Regions from separate parts of the Mus musculus genome. Here region 2 is linked to region 1. The links are chromatin contacts, called in public Hi-C maps. All regions are on one chromosome and are shown on one strand. Each heading gives the region's core, a stretch centred on a gene start, on an enhancer-like site or on the middle of the called end of the contact. The rest is flanking DNA. Distances are from core to core; before and after follow the strand shown. Region 1 holds the start of Enpp2 (ectonucleotide pyrophosphatase/phosphodiesterase 2). Region 2 overlaps Gm26684 (predicted gene, 26684).

Evidence for each region. A called contact is a pair of places that touch in the nucleus more often than the background predicts.
Region 2: a contact with region 1 is called in a Hi-C map of liver, with 1.6 times the contacts expected there. The contact joins the enhancer-like site here to the promoter of Enpp2 in region 1. A contact is called at or near these places in 2 of 39 promoter capture datasets (liver and macrophages), 12 of 484 Hi-C or Micro-C datasets (Sertoli cells, cerebellar granule neurons, cerebral cortex and 4 more), 6 of 115 datasets of contacts at active chromatin or transcription factors (embryonic stem cells, fibro-adipogenic progenitors, heart atrium and 3 more) and 3 of 9 other capture datasets (adipose tissue, liver and pancreatic islet).

Annotation. Positions count from the first base shown.
Region 1 is chr15:54,914,868-54,921,575 of GRCm38.p6, reverse strand. It overlaps Enpp2 (ectonucleotide pyrophosphatase/phosphodiesterase 2), which reads left to right and starts at 1,430. Exons shown (of 25, transcript NM_015744.4): 1 at 1,430-1,647; 2 at 1,878-1,977. The coding sequence starts at 1,615.
Region 2 is chr15:54,957,853-54,964,559 of GRCm38.p6, reverse strand. The region is part of intron 2 of Gm26684 (predicted gene, 26684); the gene reads right to left. Among named protein-coding and RNA genes, the nearest start is that of Gm26684, 8.3 kb to the right of the region's middle. Within about 2 kb of position 1,334, at least 5 of the 459 cell types and tissues checked have an H3K27ac peak or open chromatin away from gene starts, as enhancers often do. A contact at or near this core is called in liver, where this site is marked.

The DNA of each region.
Region 1 (6,708 bases), core at 181-2,680:
ATGCAGGGTACACTGAAATAACAGTGCAGACCCAATGATTTCCTTTTGGTTTACAGATTTCCCTGAGAACAGCAGATTTGCATCTCGAGATGGAATATATAGTAGAAAAACCTTACATGGGGTTAACATCTTTTAGAAGCCTTGCTAAATAATGAACTCCAGATCAGTTTAGCTTGGCATACAGACTAAAGCAAGAGGCTTGTAGATAAATTCATAGCCTGCCCGCTCTGCGAGAGTCCAAAGCTAAGAGGATCCTAGAAGAGCCACTGAGTGTCTGGCAGTGTCTCTTCTTCTTTTCAATGAGCTGTTTACTAAATTCTAGAGTTTCTAATGAAACCCAGGCTTACTCTGCGATCCACGTAAACAAGCTCTTGGCTTTTGTGCTATCGGGTTTTATGCGAGCAGAGCCACGGGGGCTTCCTTTAAGCAGTTGCTGCCTGGAAGGTTCCTGTTTGTTTACGTATGCACATATGTGCTCTGCAAGAATGATCGTCAAGGGGCCCGGTAGGGGAAAGCCAAAAACAAGCCTCCCCTCATTTGAATCCTAAAGGCATATAATATGGAAACGACTTTCCGATTTAGAGGCTTCTAAATTTGGTGTGGTTGCCAAGTTGCAAAATTGCTTAGGATAGAAGCTTCAACACACACAAGAGCCTCCCGGGACAGTCTCTTCAAAGGAGATGCGCATTTGACAGGAATTCTTGCAGCCATTGCCACTTTCAAGCTAAATTCAAGGCTAATGAAGCTCCCTCCCCTACTGTCCTTTATGCCTGCGTCCTACCCCACCCCCACTCCACAGACAAGCTGACTTTTGTCAGGAATGGGTAGAGACTGGAATGATATTGTCTGTTTCTCATACTCAGAAGGGCTTTATGCAGCTTAAGCTGGCAGCCCCAGTATTTTGATAAAAGTTACTAGTGTAAAATTTAACAACATGAAGGGAAAATAATGTTATCTCTCGTGTGAGTTGCAATTTTGGAAGCTCCCATTGTGTGAAGCTCCCAAGGAATCAGAAGTAGCTGACAATGTATTTATATAGATACAGGGTCATTCCAACTGCCAGAAAAATAAACAAATGGTAAAGACAGAGATTTGTTTGGTTTATAAATTGTACCCCCCCCCCTTGTTTAAAAAAAAAACCCTGAAGTTGGGGGGTTGAGGGCATCAAATAACTACATAGTAAACGCTTCGAGCTGATGGGAAATTCTGGGCAGCTCTGATTCATTTTTATCGGATAAAGTACATTTGGTTTCTCTTTTGACAAACCATGTATTTGAGAGGGAAGAAAAAAAAAATCGAACATGCACTGTTATTGGCCACAGCTACACAAGAAGTCCTCCGGTTGCCAAAGGATACCACATGAAAGTGTCTGTTCAAGGGGAGGGGCCGGTCGGGGGGTGGGGCCAAGAAGGATGTTGCCTTAAGCCTCTTCTGCTCAGAGTTGCAATTTGTGAACCAACTGTGATGAAATCGAGCTCTGCACGAATCAGATGCGCCTGTCAACTTCCCAGGTGGGATTGCTTGGAGTTAACAGCCTGAACGCAGAGCCCCGAAAGCAGAGCATTCAGGGCAAGCAGAGAACACCCTGCAGAGGTTTTCCAAGAATCCCTCGGCATGGCAAGACAAGGCTGTTTCGGGTCATACCAGGTAGGAGGATGGTACGGTGACTAGCGAGGTGCCGAATCTCTCCGATCACTACCATTTGAATTCGATTTTTTTTCTTTTTTCTTTTTCCTTGTTCAAATTCAGACATCATCTGAGAATGCCTTTCCGAATTGGCAGGATTCGGGTTGTTAGGGTCATCTGAACTGCTTCCATGCACTTTGAATGCATCTAATCTAGTTGTGTTTGACAACTTGATCTCCTTATCCCCTTAGGTAATATCCTTGTTCACTTTTGCCATCGGCGTCAATCTCTGCTTAGGATTCACAGCAAGTCGAATTAAGAGGGCCGAATGGGATGAAGGACCTCCCACAGGTAAGAGTATCCGTTATTAGCAGTTTTGTTTCTTTAACAGTACTGTGCAGGGCGATACATTTAGCCCAAGGTGAGAATAGGTTATCGCTTTAATGTTGGAGAAGGATGGGGCTGACAGGTTCCACGTGGTGGTACAGAGGGTTGAGACGGCTGTGTTGTGTAAAGTACATTATTTGCTATCAGAAAGTTCTATCCTAGGAATGAGAAAAAAGGAAGTTAAAAAAGGCAATAAACTTTTTTTTTTAAAAGTGAAACTAGAAATTTATTTATAACTTTGGGACTAAGATTTACTGAGACTAGGGGAACCCTCAAGGTGAGTTTAGAGAGGAGATCTGTGATCGCTGTGTTTCCTTCTGGAAGAAGGCAAGGTGAGTTTTCGGAGCTGACTTAACTAACACAGCTGGAGTGAATGGGGCTCCTTTGCAGTGGGCTGTACCCAGCGGAGTGGGGCTTCATAAAGGAACGTTTGTGCAGGCTGAGGGGGCCTAGCTGACCTGGTCTTAAGCAATGGCTTGGTTAATTTCCTGGAAATTGGAGCTGCTGATGGTTTCAGAATTAAAAATTGCATTCGAAATGACAGGTACTCTAGGGGGCAATATTTTCTTCCCTTTCTCTGACATCACAGTATGTCTTCTGTCTCCCCGGGAATTTGGTGTTTCTCTGTGTTTCTTGATTGGCACTCTATGAAACACCACCTGCCTTTATACCACCATAAATGTGTATTATTAAATGAGGCATAGTGGAATACTGAATCTTCCACATGGCAAGTTATCTGACTTAGGCTTGAGAAGAAGGTTGAAGGTACAGTAGGTGATGAGGGTGAAGGAGCTGCAGTGTGTTTTGGAGAAAGAATGTGAAAACAGATCTTAAAAAACTGTGGCCCCGGGGAGCCTGAGGGACAAAACTGCATTGTGTTTCTTTGGGGAGAGAGGAGAGGGATTGCTGGGCCAGAAGAGAAGGCTGTTTTTATTGGAGGCAAACACTGTCTTCAAAGCCTTCTTTTTGACCCTCGCTAAGGCTGATTGTGACAGGGGACTAGGTCCTTGGCCTGAGCATGCAGCTCTGACAGCCCATGGCCGGGTCTTTCCACTGTGCGGAAAAGGAACCAATTTTCTGCTTTCTTTAAATGATAGTGGCAGGAATCGATGCTGTTTCTTTGATGACTGCATTATTTTCAAACTTGGCCATTATTTTTTTTTTTGGACTATGGATCATCAAAGTACCAGCCTGGGACCCTGAGTCCATATTAATAAGTGCTCCTTTCACAGGCAAGTCACTTGTAATGCCTCAGCCCTCAGCAATGAGCATCAGTTTAGAAGACTTTATCTTCTAGATTGTTAAAAATAAAATAATAAAAAAACATTTCCTCCATCCTGTTTCATCTCCTATTAAATGTGTGTGATCTCTACCAGAAAATGTGAAAAGTATGGATTAAATGTATTAGTCCCTGAAAACACTGCTCATATAATAAACTACTTCCATATGTTGTAGGGAATAGATACAAGACAAGTAATGTCAATATTACTTCTGGAAACTAGTCTAGTCTACAGTACTGCTGATCAATTAGATAGCGTTAGACCTACTACAGAGTACTGCTTCTTGACTTGTTAATGGAATCAGTATCTGGAGCCTTAGGGTGTATAGTGATAGTTCACTTCATCTCCGTGAAGCTTAGTTTTAGGGCACCACACAGTTTATATCCGAGTTTCAGGATTTTGGTAGACTTATGTGGCTTTTCTTCTTAAGCTTTCTTGTGATGCAGCTTACCTGCTGTCTACACACTGGGGTTCATTTCTGCTTAAGTAGAAAAGACAAAAGATTCCTTTTAGAAATCGGGAAAGGCAGAGTGTAGACAGGTTTTCTATCTTTTTAAATTGCTAACTACACTTGCAAGGGGGAACCTCCTAAATAATACTAGTGATAGGTGGTTCTATTAGCAAAACTTGAGTCAGAGAACATTGGGTGAATCTTTTTCTACACTTTAAAAAATAAAAGTCAAAAGAGAAAGCATCCTAGGATCTTATTTATTTATTTATTTATTTATTTATTTATTTATCACAGCATGCTTGGGCTCTAAAGATATCCTGCAAATTCAGTGCTATCAGGTGTTTCACAAACAAGAAACGCAATGACTGTTCATTTATATGTGGCCAGAGCAAGAACCACCATTCAAAAGCATACAACTTCTTGATTAGTCCTCAGGGTTCCTGGGCAACAGCTGAGAACATTTGCATGCATGAATACTCTCATTGGTACACTTTGAACTGAGATGTCTGCTCCAAGGTTGTGACCATGGAAAAAAACTTATAATTAATTAACTAGTACACTTTTTAGCTGGATTTCTTGTTAGGACCTGATGATCTACTAGAAGCAGGAGGGGGATGAGACCTCTTTCAGATCCTGGGATGTGTAGGAGGTGTGAAATGACCAGAGTGAGTTATAAGGCTTGGAAAAGGGACACTAAGGTCAGCAGGGTGGCAGAAATAGCATTTTAAAGGAACAATAAGTGCAGTTGAGTTGGAGATCTTTGTTTAAACATCCGACGTGGTCACTCTGTTTATCTATAAAATGGAAAGAAAATGTGTGTGCATGCAGTTGTCTACACACAGGCACACACATGGAATTGGCGTGCCTGGAGTTGTGCAGGAGTCTGCGTGACAGAAGCTATGCGCCTTTCAATACTCTTCCAGTCCCCAAGTAGCCATGGACACTCTTTGAAATAGAAGCCATGTGACTCTTGACTGACAAAATGGCATTTGTGAGCTTGGGAATACTTGGATAATAAAAATTTGATAACTCGGTCTAATTTATCGCCATTTTTATGGGCTTGAAAGGAAAGTTTAAGAGCACGGGAGTGACGAATTTGTGGGTAAATACGAGACGAAGAGCACAGCTAACAACTTTATTGGGAAATGCAAAGTGGTTGCTAGGGACGAGGAGCCCCTTGTTCCTTGATAATTTTAGGAGTCTCAGTGTACAGTTGAGAGCACTTTCAATAACATTCCAGCAGAATGCAGGAAGATCTAGAACTGAGAGATGATCAGCCATCACTCTGTGAGGACAGTGACCAAATGGGGTGTACCACTCGGCGTGACTGCGTGCTAGACTGAACACAGAATTTGAGGAGTTTGAGTCAATAAAATGAGGTCACCCGAGTTAAGACTCAATGACGCCATTGGGTTTACAGTTGACTGTGGAGTGGGGCTCAGGGTGGTGATTTCTCCATTTTTTTTTAATACAGCTGAGAATTCTCGATAATGTTTCTATATCTGAAACTTCAGTGTGCTTTGTTCAACATATTTTTTTTTGTTTTTTTGTTTTCCTTGATTTTTCTTTTATTGAAAATAGATTTTTTCATACAGTACATTCCAATTATGGTTTCCCTCCCCCAACTCCTTTTAAGTCCTCCCCACCTCCTCTCCTGTCTGAATCCACAGTATTTCTGTTTTTCCTTAGAAAACAAATAGGCATCTAAATAATAATAATAAAGTAAGATAAAACAAGCAAGCAAACAAGCATAGGACAAAACAAACAGAAGAAAAAGAGCCAAAGAAAAAGTACATGAAACATAAAGATGCGCGCGCGCACACACACACACACACACACACACACACACACACACAAGAATCCCATAAAAAAATCACGAGATTTTTTAAACTGATAAAAATCAACCAGTCTTTCAAAATCGTGATTGGAAGACAACACCCAAAATTTACAGCCTCTATAAAATTTGAAAACTCTTTACTTAAGTGCTTTACTAACGAATGCAGTACTTAGTTAATGGCTATAATTAACTTAGCTAATGGTTCTAATTCCAAGAATAGGGAGCCTGAGGCAGGAAGGTCGCAAATTTGAGGCTCTTCTGGACTACACTGAGAGACCCTGTATCAACCAATCGAATCCAACAAATAACCTCCTTCTGTTAGTCAGATAAGTAGCGCAGTTGTGTTGTGATGTTCTAAAATCTTAGCTGCACCGCAGCTGGCTGACAGGCAAGGTACTGGTTTGATTCTTCAACTAGAAGATAGATTTTTATAGCAAAATGCCACTGAGCATAATGTACGGCGGGGAAGGTGGGTGACGAAGCTTCTGCGTTCTGAATGTGAGTTAGAGAAGATGTCTGATTAAGGGTGGGGCTGGTATCTACGTTTGTAGTTGATAGTCAACAAATAGTACCTGATTGGAAGTTGACAAGGTTCTTGTTTGCTGGCAGGTTTGCAAATTATTCGGATTTATGTAATTAACTACATTGAGAGCTATTTAAAGGGTCTAGAGATTAATTTAAAAATGTTAAGTTTCCATTTAAATGACAGAATTCTGTTTTCCTGCAGTTGGTGAAGTCTTTCTACATATGAATATATTGTGTTTATTGACACAGTGTTTCCTGAGGGCAGGTGTTTGCCAACTTGCCAGGTGGACCCCTTTATCCATTTCTTCCTCTGTCTCTGTCCCCTACCTCTAGAGCACATCCCCCCCCCCCCCCCCCCCCCCCCCGAGATCTGGCCCAGCAGCTATGAAGAGGGGGAGACTAGAAAGTTCTATACTTAGGAAGCAGTGAAAGCTGCCACAGAGATCTGTGTATTAACTCGTGCTTGCTAAGGGATGATGTGAAAGCCCTCAGAAAAAGGGTGAGGGGCAGCTAAGTCAAGAAAGGACAATGAGAGTGAATGGGTTAGGTATTCCAAAAGAGGGAGGTGGAAGCATTCCAGCTTGTGGCGGAGTGGCGGAGTG
Region 2 (6,707 bases), core at 85-2,584, 43 kb before region 1:
AATATCTAGACAAAGAGTTTACAAAGTAACTCAATACAACCCCTGCTCTCAAGGGCAGACAATAAGAGGCTACACTAAGACTCCAGAAAAGGAGCTCCGCTCTAAAAAGCACGCCCTGGTTTTTAAACCTAACCTAAGCCAATGCAAGAGGGTAGGGGAAGCTGGGTTTGAAGCGTCCAGACCTGGATGCGTAAGTTACCATGATGAAAAGAGGGAAGAAGTTCCAGCAGAAGGAAGCAAGTCAGGAGGTCTCAAGGGAGACAGGACTTCTGTGATGCTAACATGGCGGGTTTCTGATGCTGACTTTAAGACGAGCCAGGGATATCATTAGCTATAAAGTTCAGCAAGAGGGAATAAATGCTCATTTTGGGTGGCTCTAGCACTCACAGGGTCTTAAACAAAAAAGTGCATGGTTTCCGGAGCTTCTGCTTGGGCCCTGGCAGAGCTGATCCGCCATCAGCTCTTGTCTGTGTGCAGCCATCTTGAGCAGGTCACTGCTAATCTCTTCTGAGAAACTGAGGCCTTGTCTTCAGGACAATGAGAAATCCTGCAGGGCAGGAAGCAGTAAATTAGGTGGAGGATCAGGATTCTAGGGAGATCTTTCTGACCCCTGGAAGAAAGGGAGGGTTGTCATAGGCTCACACTAGATTTGAGGAGAGCGATTAGGAGACATGGTCAATGGTTCACATGAGAGAGGAGAGTAAGGCCAAGAAAACGTGGTGAGGGACATTTATCAGAGTTAGTAACACAATGGATGATTAAGGGAAAGTATTAGCAGCTTTTAAGGAGCAAAGGAAGAGTTACAGTCTAGCTGAAAGCCTGCTTTCCTAAAGGCTGCCCAAAGCAACAATGTGTTCAGTGGGTTGTGATTTTGGCTCAGTGAGGAAATAGCTGCTTTCTATTCCTAACAGTTTCACTGAGGTAGGACCATCACACAGAGCTCCACATTCTTACTGTGCAGTTTGTTGTCTTTGGAGATACACAAACACCTGTGACACTATCACCACAGTGAAGATGCCAAACGCCTGCATCACCTCAGGAAGGGAAACCAGACTTTTAAGAACCTAAGTTTCACAAAGGACACAAAGAAACATTGGGGCATGTCTGTACTGCACCTGGTAGAGGTGAGTGTCCCCTGCTTCATTTTCTTGTGCAAGCCTCACCTGAGCCCGATGAGGACATTCATGTTTGTGACAGCTTGTTCCACTCTTCCTCCCACTGGGGACATCTTCATGAGGTGATAGAAGAATCTCATTCATTAGCCTGAGCAGCAATTCAAACTTTCAACGTTGTGCAACCCTATTGAGTTAAACTTTTACAAGTCCTTTGTCAGCCCAGCGTGGGCGAGACATGAACCAGCCGGGCTGGGGTGAGAGAGGTGCGGAGGGTGAGACGTGTGGTGCTAGTCACTTTGCAAATGTGGATGGCTGTGAACGTCTTCGACCGCTAACTTGTGGGTGCTTTATGGTTGTTGTTAAAAATCTGTAATCATTTAGATTCTCTCTGGCTTTATAGTCAAGTTTAAATTATTGTGGATGGCTTTTATTTGGTAGGTTTTGTTTGTTTTTGAGACAGGGTCTCACTGTTGTAGACCAGGCTACAGAGATCACAGAACTCACAGAGATCTCCCTACCAGTCTCGGCTTCTCTATGGTTGGGAATAAAGGAGTGTACCACCACATCCAGCTAAACCCAGGGTATTTTTAACAGAAAGAAGGATCCTTGACATAGTGGAACAAGATCTGTCACCAGGGTGTTCCTTACCCAGGCACTGGAACTCTCTGTGTGATGTTTCTTTCCCCACGTCTCTTTTCATTCTCTCAAAATTCCTTTCAGAGTTTAATCCTCCATTTCTGTGAAATGTTTGTATTTAACAGGGTTGGCACACACACTAGCATCTCAATAAATATCTGTCAAACAGACTAATGAGCATTTTGAGCCTGACTCCAGGGTAAGAAGATAAATGTGGCAGGCTTATCTTCTGTAGCTGCTTGTGATGTAGCATCAGTGACAGGGAGCTGCTGACTAAAGCCCATGCTTAGGGCTCCTACCTGGAGCTGCTGAGGAGACAGCGCAAGAAGTGGGGCTGGGGAAGAGCTGAATCTGAGCAGTGTCCAATACTCAGGAAAGACAATGCAGAGGAAGCTGGAAGGGGACCCATAGTTTCATGTCCCCTTCTATAGGCTGGCATGTAAGAGGCCAGCTACCCTCTGACTCCAACTTTCTGGATAATTGGCTGATTTGCTGGTGACAACATCAACCTAAGTCTTTGGCCACTCACAGTTGTGTGTGATGCAGAGAGATGGTTTTATCCTAATGTTGCCTTTGTCTGTCCGGAGAGTGATAATCACACAAAGATTGATTTTTGACATATTTTTAGCAGATATTCTGGGGAAGGCTAAGCAGATGGTGTCATACACGGGTCTGGTTCCTAGGGATGGTAACAGGAGAGCAAGGGCACTATACAAGAGGACTGTGGGGGAACAGGTATGATGCAAAGTCCAGTAAGCCATTTTACTCTTTCTGCTTCGGGGACTGAGGAATATGGAGAAACTCTGCTCCTTCCATCACATTTAAACTCTGGACATGGAGCTAAAACATTTTGACTTTCCATTAAGTTTGCTTGCTTATTTTGTTTTGTTTTGTTTTTGAGACAAGGTCTCACCATATAGCCCTGGCTCGTGTAGAACTGGTCTCAAATGCATAGAGATCTGTCTGTGTCTTTCCCCTGAGTGTTGGAATTAAAGATATGCATCACCTCACCCAGTTAGTAAGTTATTTTTAGGTTTCAGATGAATCAGCTCAAGATTTATAATGTCTATTAAAATACAGCGTGAAAATTTCACAGTGATAATAGTTGATAACGTTCATAACTGCGTCACTGTCCCCTTTCCACGTTGCATCATGCATAGGACAATATGTAAAGAGCTGTGGCCAATCAACAAGAAGCAAAAGCACGTACCAAGTATTTACAATGTTCCAAGTCTGTACTACGCACCTCACACAGCCTCTTACTTCACTGTAATGACTTTTCAGTTCTCTGATGAGGTGGCCAGAGGGCAGGAATTATTTTTATAATCTTTGTGTAGATGGAGAAGTGACACATGAAGATCAGCAACTGCTGTCTGGTTAAGTTAGAGTTTGACCGAGGAACTTTGATTTAGAGTGCGTCCTGGTGGCCTAAGAGATCCTGCACAAGTAGCCGTGCTGAAACAGGGCTGGTGAGTGAGGTAGTTTCCCTCAATTGGATTCCATTTCTTTCTTCTGTTCTGAGGTGATAGATACAGCTAACCCTCTTAGCTGCTTCATCCTCACTGTCATCCTAGGGCTCAGGAATTTGGACAATTTCCCAGGCTGCAGTGGATTCTGTCTAAGAAGTACTGCCTTCATTTACCTTCCAATATCTCTACAAGGGTCCAAATTCTTTCACATACCTCCCACATAAAATGGAAGTTTAAAGACAAATGCATGTTCAAAGGTGTCAGCAGATGCCGATCACAGACAACGAGTCATTGGGTGGTTCTAGTCATAGGATATGGCTAGATCATACAAACCTGCAGACACAGAACAGTCTCTACCTGTGGTTGCCCAGAACCAGGAGTCTGGGTGACATGAAGAATGACAGATAAGGAATATGGTATTTGTTTTTGGTGTGATGAAATGTTCTGTAATCAATCCTGATGTGGGTTGTGCACCTATTTAAACATTCCCAAGTCATTGACATGCACAGTTTAAATCAGTGAATTGCATATCAAGAGTACACCCCAATAAAGTTTTAAAAATCAAATAAAAACTAAAAACTAAAGCAGACCATCTCTCTAAAAAGATCATTTAGAACATTGCTTTATTAATTTATTAATTCAATTTTCTGGCTGGGCGGTCAGTTGGCCATGAGATACAATGGAGGAATTGCTCAGTCAGGAACCATCAGGACTCAGGAGGAGAAAAAAGCCAGTGGGGTATGCTGTGTGCAAGCAGAGAATGGGCTGGGCCCCAGCCTAGCAGAGGAGGCTGTTTTGAGCCCAAACTCATGGGAGTTGAGTGGGGAAAGGCCCTAGACCAGTGATTCTCAACTTGTGGGTCCCAAATCCCAAAGACCATTGGAAAACACAGATATTTATATTTGGATTCATAGCAGTAAATTAGAGTTATGAAGTAGCAAAATGGAGATAGGTTTATGGATGAGGGTCACTACAATATGGGGAGCTGTATTAAATGGTTGCAGCATTGGGGAGATTGGGAACCATCCATGAGGTAGTTGAGCCAGATATGAGTGTTGGGGATGGGGATAAGAGCCGGTGAAAACTTAGAGAAATGAGAAAACAGGTCTTCATCTGCATGCTGGGAAGGTCCATCATGTGTGGCAGGACCAAGAAGAAAACGATTGAGAATTAAGTAGACACTGGGGATATTACTTATTTCTCTTTGGGGCTGAGCTCTGTGTCATGAAGAGATGAGGTGAATCATTTTCAAGCATAGCTTTTAGAACCACCCGGAATTTAACCCATAGATAACTGTCCTTGGTGTTTTTGGTATCAGGATTTGTTTATTTGGGTTTTTTTTTCCATTTTTAGAATAACCAATGCCTATGGTTATTTTAGAAACTGATCTATCTATTTAGCAAGCATTTTCCTCCCACTCAGGCATCACAGTATCTTCTTAGGTGCTGTCATTTGGTATATGCTTAGCTGCCTGCTTAGCCTTTTTTGACTCATTGGCAGCCATGTAAGCTTGGTCTCACGGTACTTTTCTAATGTACAATTTTTGATTCCTTTTGGCTGTACTCTCAGCCAGAGATGCTTCAGTGGAGAGATGCTTCAGTGGTCCATTGAAATTTAAACATGTTGGGTTCTTTTCTTTTGGATTTCTTCCATCTGTCCTGTGTGTGTGTGTGTGTGTGTGTGTGTGTGTGTGTGTGTGTGTGTGTGTGTGTTTTCTCTTCTCTAGAGATGAGTCCAGGAATCTGTTGAAGATTCCTCTTGGAAAGGAAGATAGACTTACATTTTCCATTAAGAAACAAATTTTAAAGAGCAAAAATGGTTCTCAACTTTAAGGGTATATAATCAACAATGCTTTCTAAACTTGCATGGCACCACACACCTGTAATCCCAGCAGCCAGGAGGTAGAGGTAGGAGAACAAGAAGTTCAAGAACATCCTTGGCAACATTTTTAGTTTGAGGTCAGCCCGGGCCACAAGTGACTCTGACTCTAAAAACCTACAAGGAAAATCATGGGAACTGAGGATATGATATAGTACTGAACAGGACAAGGGTCTCAGATTCCATTAGGTTCAGATTAGAGGAAACAACAGAAAGTGAGCAAGGCCCAAGAACAGAGAGACTCTCATCATGGCATGGGAACAGGTGATCTGAAAACAACAATAAAGGTGAACCAATATCCAGTCACAAAGCTCCCTAGATGGGCTGTGTAGGCAAAGTCTCTTTGAGGAGGTGACAACAAGCTCTGAAGCCTGAGGAAGAACTGGCCTTGGAATTCTCTTCGTGTGTGTGTGTGTGTGTGTGTGTGTGTGTGTGTGTGTGTGTGTTGTGTGTTTGTGGACCCCTTTCTTCCTGTGTGTGTGAGAGAGGTGTGTGCATGTTCCTAGCAGCATGTGTTCACACTCATACATGCATGCATTGTTGTTGTTTCAAGGACGAGATAGTGGGAACAATAGAAGATAAGTAAGAAGCTCCTCAATGACATGGGGTTCAAGTGGAAGTTTCAGGAGATGTCATGTGATGCAGACTCACCTGGTGTTTTGCTGAGGCAAGCCTGATGGGAGGACACGTGATGTTTGGAGAGAGTATATGGATACTCAATGGATAGTGATGGGGCGCTTGCATATCTAGCCTTGCAACACTTTGTTGGTCTTGAGTCTTTGATGATCTTCACTTCCTTGAGACAGGCAAGTTGAGAGACCTTTTCCTGGTGTCCTGGTTGTTCCCACCGAATTGTGGCGACTCAGCAGAGGCCTGGTGGTTTCTGCTGGATCGTGCCACCGATACTGATTCATGTTTGCTATCCTGACACTACTGAAGTGGACTACTGGTGTCTTGACAAACGGAGATTGGAATCACTCCAAAGAATAACTTCTAAACAGATCTGCTTCTCCCTGTCCTGTTTATCATCCTTTCTCCCCTACCTTTGGATGGTGGGCTATAAGAGGGGGTTGAAGCATTGAAAACCCTTGTTAAAACTACGGTTTTAAAAAGTCTAGGGCTGGACAGATGGCTTAGCGGTTAAGGGCATTGACTGCTCTTCCAGAGGTCCTGAGTTCAATTCCCAGCAACCACATTCTGGCTCACAATCATCTGTAATGTGATCTGATGCCTTCTTCTGGTGTGTCTGAAGAGAGCAATGGTGTACTCATATACAATAAATAAATAAATAAATAAGTCTTTTTTAAAAAATTGGACATAGTACTACCTGAGGACACAGCTATGCCACTCCTGGGCATATACCCAAAAGACGTTCCAACTGGTAATAAGAACACATGATCCACTATGTTCATAGCAGCCTTATTTATAATAGCCAGAAGCTGGAAAGAACCCAGATGTTCCTCACCAGAAGAATGGATACAGAAAATGTGGTACATTTACACAATGGAGTACTATTCAGCTATTAAAAACAATGAATTGGGCCCGGTAGTGGTGGTGCATGCCTTTAATCCCAGCACTTGGGAGGCAGAGGCAGGTGGATTTCTGAGTT